Regions from separate parts of the Sus scrofa genome. Here region 2 is linked to region 1. Evidence: chromatin contacts called from public Hi-C data. All regions are on one chromosome and are shown on one strand. The core of a region is the stretch at or near the end of the contact, and the rest is flanking DNA. Distances in the headings are between cores, read along the strand shown. Region 1 holds the start of SP8 (transcription factor Sp8). Region 2 overlaps DNAH11 (dynein heavy chain 11, axonemal).

Region 1 (3,266 bases), core at 455-2,954:
ACCGAGGTGTGCACCTTCGAGATGAACACGGGCTGGTGGGAGCCGTCCTGCGAGTGCGCCGAGGAGCCGCCGCCGCCGCCGCCCCCGCCGCCGCTGCCGCCGGATACGCCAGGGGCCTGGAACACCGAGTAGTCGTTTGCGAAGGGCGAGCTCGAGGCAGCGGCGGCGGCGGCCGCAGCGGCGGCGGCAGCGCTGCTGGAGGTTAGGGAGAAGGCGCTAGAGCCGGGCGAGCCGCCGCAGCTGAAGGAGTCGGACACCAGGGCCGCGGCCGCCGCCGCTGCCGCCGCCGCCGCCGCCGCGGCCGAAGACGAGCCGCCGTTCCTGGAGGCTCCTGACACACCGAAGCTTGAAAGACTGGAGCCCACCACGTTGCAGCTGCCAGAGGAAGAGGACGAGGAACGTTTCCAGGGGTGGAAGCCTTTGCCGAAGGAAGATGAGCTGTCCGAGAGGGAGGAGGGAGACGGGCTGGGGCTGCCGATCTTATTACAGGTAGCAGCAAGCATGGCCAGAGGAGTCGATCCCAACCTCGGTTCTTCCTGAGAGAAGAGAAGGGATGGGGGAGGGGAGGTGGGCAAAGGGCCGGTAGGGGAGGGAGGGAGGAAATGTGCATCAGGCCTCTGGTAACCTCCAAGACGCCCCACTGCACCCCATTTCTCGCTGCGGCGCGCCGCCACCAACTCACCTGGCTCCCCCAACAGCCCCGGCGCCCGGCTGCTTCCTACTCTACGGAAGGGGACAAGTTTGGTTGCTGGCGTCTGATTCGGGAGCAAAGCGCCATGCTAAGGAAGAGTTTGACAAGTATTCTCACCTAAAACAACACTCTCGAGGACACAAGACCCCAGGCACTTCGAAACAAGCAAGCAAGCAAAAAGTCCAGATTGGGGAGGAAACAAGATTCCTTTGCGGAGAATCCTGGGGAAATACCACTAGATTGCTTTTACGAGCGCTACCCCTGTAATCCACAGAGAGCTTTGAAAATCCTGTTCCGGTCCCCAGAAACCCATCCTGGGTTGTCTCTCCCAGGCCAAAAGACAGAAGACTACAGGGCTCGCTCTTCCTGATTTTCTTAACCAAAAAAAAAAAAAAAAGAGTCTAGAATAGTTAAGAGAGAGACGGGTTCAACGTACCTGCAAGACAAGGCGGGCTGCGGAATTTTTTAAGGGGGAGAGGGAAATCTGCAGTTTGCCCAGGAGGAAAAACTTGCTTTCTTTACCCCCGAAATCGTCGCACGTAAAATGGGCTGGGCGCAAGTCTCCCGGGCGGGGAGCGGCCGGGCGCTGCGAGGTGGCTTGTCTAAATGCCCTTCGAACCTTTCCCTGCGCCGAAAAAAGTGACTCTACCCCCCTCTCCCCCTCTTCCTTTTCTCCAAACTCACTTGTATTTAAAGGTGGGGGGGAAGCTCTCAATAGAGACTGATAGCCCGTGGCCTGGCCGGGGCGACTTTAACCCCCTCCGATAGGCAATAAAAGGAAACTAATTAAACCAGCAAGAGAAAATCCTGAGACTCACCCCTAGAAGTGAAGTTGCCATCACACAAAAGTGCCCTCCTCCTCTCAGAGGATCTTTTTTATATTGATAAATCAGAGGCAGTGTTTTTTTTAGAGGTGTGCAATACAATGATCAGTTCCGCCCATTCCACCACAATTGTAGCTCCCTCTCCGGCTTTGAAGTGCCGCGGAGGCGCGGCCAGCCAATCTGCGGCCTCGCCGGGCCGCGCCGCGCGCGCGCCGTGAGGTCATCGGCGCCGCCGCCGGCCGCCGCAGGGGGCGGGGGGAGCTGTAGAGGGTGGGGCGCGGGCGACCGCGTTTGTGTTACAAAGCGGGTGTGTGTGTGTGTGTGTAACAGTGTAAATGTGTAAGTGTGTAACCAAGCTGAGAAGACTATGCAGACTGAGTGGTGGGGGAGGACCTTGGGGAGGAGAGTTTGGCAGTGTAACTGTGACTGTGGGGTGTGGGAGGGGAGGGACAGTGCGGAGACGGAGAGGGGTTTGTGAGTGACAATTTAACTGCCTGTGTGACAAAAGGGGGTAGAGGGACAGATCAGTAAAGTGTTGAGGGGAAGGGTGTGAGCGTAGTGTAGCTGAGTGACAAACCTAGGAAAAGGGACGGTGTGTAAAGGGGGGTGGTGGTGTCTTGAGTGTGTTTGGTGTTGGGGGAAAGGAAGGAGTGTGAGTGTGAATTTGTATGTGTGAAAGAGGAGGGAGGGTGGATGAGTGTGTGTGCGCGTGACGTGGGAGAGAAGAAGGCTGTGTGTGTTTGTGTGAGAGAGAAGAGGGGGCCGTGTGTGCTTGTATGGGTGTGTGTGCAGCCAGCCCGGGGTGGAGAAGAGGCACTGTGTGGTAAAGTGTGCGTACATAAAAGACATGGCGATGTGAAGAGTGAAACTGCGAAGTTGAGTGAGGCTGAGTAAATATTCACAAACGCTATCACTGTCGCCAACTTCCTTGGATTTCTTGTAGCTCAAATCTTGAGTGGTTTTTTTTAAAAATTCATTTCTTAAACACTGTCACTACATTTTGAAAGAAAATCCTATTAATACCTTCGTCTCCTTTCCTGGCTCTAGGATCGAAGGGTAGAAATTTGGCAAGGAGTAGTTTTAGCGCGGCGTTAGGGCGTGTGTGCGCCTGCGTCAACTAGTTGTTACTTTAACGCGGTTGCTTTTTTATTCCCTCGGAGGTGGGATTGGGTTTTGGAAGTCTCTCTCTGGGGGAGGGGTGTGTTTGTCCCGTGGCGATTTAGTAAATTTCAATACAAAAGACAGATAGAGAAGGGGGTGAGTATTGCTTTTTCTTGGGTTGAGAAATTGAGGAGAGTTTTACGGAATTTAGAAGTTTTCACAGGAAATCCCACTGCCTTTTTCTGAGAAAGAAAAAATCAGGATTTTGAATGAAATCTGAGTTTTATTTATCTGAGAATAGGGACAAGCTTTTGACATATTTTGGACCACATGTGTAGAGGTGTCCTGTGTCTAAGGGAGTTTGGGTCAGATATCCATTAGTGCCTATGCATGTCAGTAGACACTCAGTTCAATCTCAGTGGGTTTTAGAACTTGCTTGCCATTTGTGTTATTAGTTGCCTCAAAAATGCGATTATAATTTGACTGCCACCTCAAGGGAACATCTTGAACTACAGAAAGCACCACAGCAGTGTAACAGAAAGTCTATAGCCCTTGGAGCCCTATTGAATATTCATATATTTTAAAAAGTAATTCATATTTTAAACAATTATGAATGCTCCCAGAAATCTAATTTTTAAGTCAGAATTGAC
Region 2 (3,266 bases), core at 377-2,876, 880 kb after region 1:
GGTGGCCATAAGCACAAGCTTCCTCAGCAGACAGGGGGGCCATCAGCACTCTTGTGCCTGAGCCCAAATTCTTACATCCTGCTCTGGACTGTGGCACAGATGCTTGCCTCTTCCAAAAGAGGAATAAGAGGAAAGGAAGAAAAGAAAAGAAACAGTAAAAAAGAGTGAAGAAAGCTTAGCCTTAGATTTTTGTGGGCAGGAGGACGTATAGGGGATGCAAAACATTGTCCAACTTGACAGAAGTGAAATCTATCCCAGGGCTTAGGATTCAAACCTGTTTCCCTGGCCGCCTCCACAGTCTTTTCCTGGGAGTCTGTCAGACCAGCAGGAGCTTAGGAGAAGAGCTCAAATGTAATACTGCCATTTTGTATGTTATTAAATTTTCACTACTCAATAAACCAGCCCTTACAACCACAGTCTCTAACAGATTCCCTACTTTGACCAGTCCCAAAAGGAGTTAAAAAGTACAAACAATAGATCTGACATTATTGAAAATTACTGTAGGTATTAAATATGTACAGTTTTTATATATAGACTTCAGTAAAGCTCTAAAAATTAATGTGGAATGAATTTCTGAGAAAAACTTTCAAGATGGACACTAGGAGTATGACATGTTACAAAATGAGCGAAGTTAAATTTGAAAGAAGATCTAGTTTCTTTTTTTTCCACTGGCCCCTTGGCCCCCTCCTAATTCCCTGCCTTGCGTACAATACTCCTGAAATATTGACTTTAAAAGTGCAGACATAACAGCCGTCTGTGCTGGGCTTGGGAAGATGTAAAATCCTATATCACACTTAAAATGGTTGATTTGGTTCTGGCTCCAACTATTGGTTTCCAATCAAATTTTGCTGTCATTTTGGACAATAGGAACATGCTGGAATTTGCTATAAGGTTCAGGTGGCTGGGGGACTTGGTGTGTTAGCAACGGCCACCGCCCAGGAACCATCACACCAAGTAGGGGAGATTTGTTTGTGTTTCTGTGTTTACAGTGAGCCAACCAGGACAGCAGACATTAAACACGTTTTCTTAATGTGAGGAAAAGCCATTTCTCCCTTGCATTTGCTTATGCCTCAGATACAGCATTGTTTTCCAAAGCATCTTAGTAGGGAAACCTTGGATTTATAACCAGCGGATGCTGGCACTTGGCTTATTTTTATTTTTGCTTTCACCGTGATTGGCTGCGAAATGACTACAAATGGGATCGACTGGTTTGCATCAAGGGGCCAAGTGTAGCAGGAATGGTGTTTTTCACTCCCGGCTCTAAAAGTGAAAAATCCAGCATCGCCTCGCCATCAGTGCAGCCTCTCCAGCACCAGCAGCCGGCTCCTGCCGGCTCCCCCCATCCCTCAAAAGAAAACTGGAGATAAATGAATGGCAGAATAAATAATTTATGCTAATGAAATTACTGCAATTAGTAGTTCTACAATGACCCTTTTAAAAGCCACAGCTGTTAATGTCAGGAAGTGCTGTCACTACTGACCTTATCATAAGAGAAAGTGACAAATTGAGAATGCAGGGAAGACCAGTCATCAAAGAGGTCTGTTCTGGAACGATTAGAGTTTTCTGAAAAACAGTGTGAATTACAACCAGCTGCTCCCTGGCTCTGCAAGTCTCCCATGCTGTGCCATTTTGTTAAGCCCGATAACAATAGTTATTTTGCCCCATTGAGACAAGTTGTCTCGGGCCACTTCCAGCTCTACCGGAAACCACTTCTTCCATCACAGATTTACAAATGAAACTGTTGTTAAAGAAAGCTTTTCAGGGCAGCAGAGGAGCCTCATCCTAAGGATCATGGTTGGGCAGAAGCCAGGGTTTACTTTTTTTTTTTTTTTTTTTTCCCCCCTTTCCTGTAAGAAGGTTGCACTTGGCTGGGGATGTGTTTATATTTTAGAAAGATATGTGCTGGCTTTTAGTCACGTTAAAACAAGACAGGACAGGAGTGTATTTCTGCCCATATTTATATTGCATCCAAGTTCTTTTAAAAATAAAATCCCCAAGGAGGTACGATTTAGATGGTGTTCCTTCCTTATAAATTTATATTCTGAATGCACTATTTGAAAATCTATATATGTCTCAGAGCTAGTAGAAACAAAGGATATTCAGGATTTGTATCATTCTCTATTTAACTATTGCTTTAAAAACATTTTAGTTACCAGCAAGATGGATGTTTGATCGGCAGAACAATCCAGCATGTACAGATTTTAAACCCACTCAGGCATTTTTCATGAGGTTGGAAAGCGGAGTGTTCAGACGTTGCTTAGGAGCCGTTGTCCTTCTGCAGCAAGAACTGGCCTGCCTGCCTGCCTGCCTGCCTGTCCTCGCCCCCACCCCCCCACCCCCGGTTGTGATATTAATGGTGCTGGTTTGAAACGTTTAACTGCATCACCGGCCACTTGTGCGCAATTTTCCCAAAGATGTCTGAGCGTTATTGACAACACTTTGGTAAATTATGTGTGACTTTCCTAAGAGTTGGTGTAGCTCATTTAATTCATATTAATTGATTTTTAGGCTTCCCTTGATTAATTGAACCTGGTTCATCTTGTACAGAATGCAATAAATAATCATTAAAATGAGGGAGATGTGACTCCACAAATTAAAAAGTTAACTACTTCAGAAGTCATAGAGGACAAAGTGGAAAGACTGTCTAGTTGGAGTGGGGGACGGTTCTCCAGTATAGCTTCAAAGGAGAGGGGCTCATTTTTTGTTTGTTTCTCTAAATGAGAATAGGAATAATCATATTTTCTCCCAGGAGCAGTGACTTTTACACCTTATCATCCAGTTTGTATCTCCATGGGTTCTTAGGAAACTATGTGATTCCTCTGTTTCAACTTTTTTTTTTTCCCCAGTGGCCACAGGCTTGTTGGTTTCCTTTAGCTAAAGTTTAACTTGAAAGGGACACCAAAAACATTTCTTGTCTCAACCTCTCCATTTTCTCTTTCACATATTTGATAAAAAGCAAGTTGTGAAAAGCCAAGCTTATGTTGCATGTTGACTTTTGGGTTTGGTATGTGGAGCACATACAAATCCTTTGCCCTACTCGGCAAGAAGTGGTTACTAAGCTGAATGCCTTCTTGTCACCTGTCTAATCCTGTGGGTAGCTCTTCAAGACTGAGTAAGTTTTCCCAGATCGACTGGAATTGGTTCTGGCTTTTAGAAAAATAAACAACTGTATAGCTTTGCTGATGTTCCTTTTTTTTTTTTTTTTTAATTGTGCGTTTGTTTTAACTTGAGAGAATTTCATATGACTTGATATGTGTGTGTTTTCA

Evidence for each region. Hi-C and Micro-C count contacts between places; a contact is called where the count stands out from the background.
Region 2: a Hi-C map of epiblast stem cells shows a contact between it and region 1, with 2.9 times the contacts expected there. The contact joins the enhancer-like site here to the promoter of SP8 in region 1. A contact is called at or near these places in 6 of 47 Hi-C or Micro-C datasets (brain, embryonic fibroblasts, epiblast stem cells and 3 more).

What each region holds. Positions count from the first base shown.
Region 1 is chr9:89,765,724-89,768,989 of Sscrofa11.1, forward strand. SP8 (transcription factor Sp8) reads right to left here and starts at 1,705. Exons shown (of 3, transcript XM_003357469.3): 1 at 1,510-1,705; 2 at 1-536. The coding sequence starts at 1,530.
Region 2 is chr9:90,644,610-90,647,875 of Sscrofa11.1, forward strand. All of the region lies in intron 55 of DNAH11 (dynein heavy chain 11, axonemal), which reads left to right. Among named protein-coding and RNA genes, the nearest start is that of CDCA7L, 160 kb to the right of the region's middle. Within about 2 kb of position 1,627, at least 4 of the 83 cell types and tissues checked have an H3K27ac peak or open chromatin away from gene starts, as enhancers often do. A contact at or near this core is called in epiblast stem cells, where this site is marked.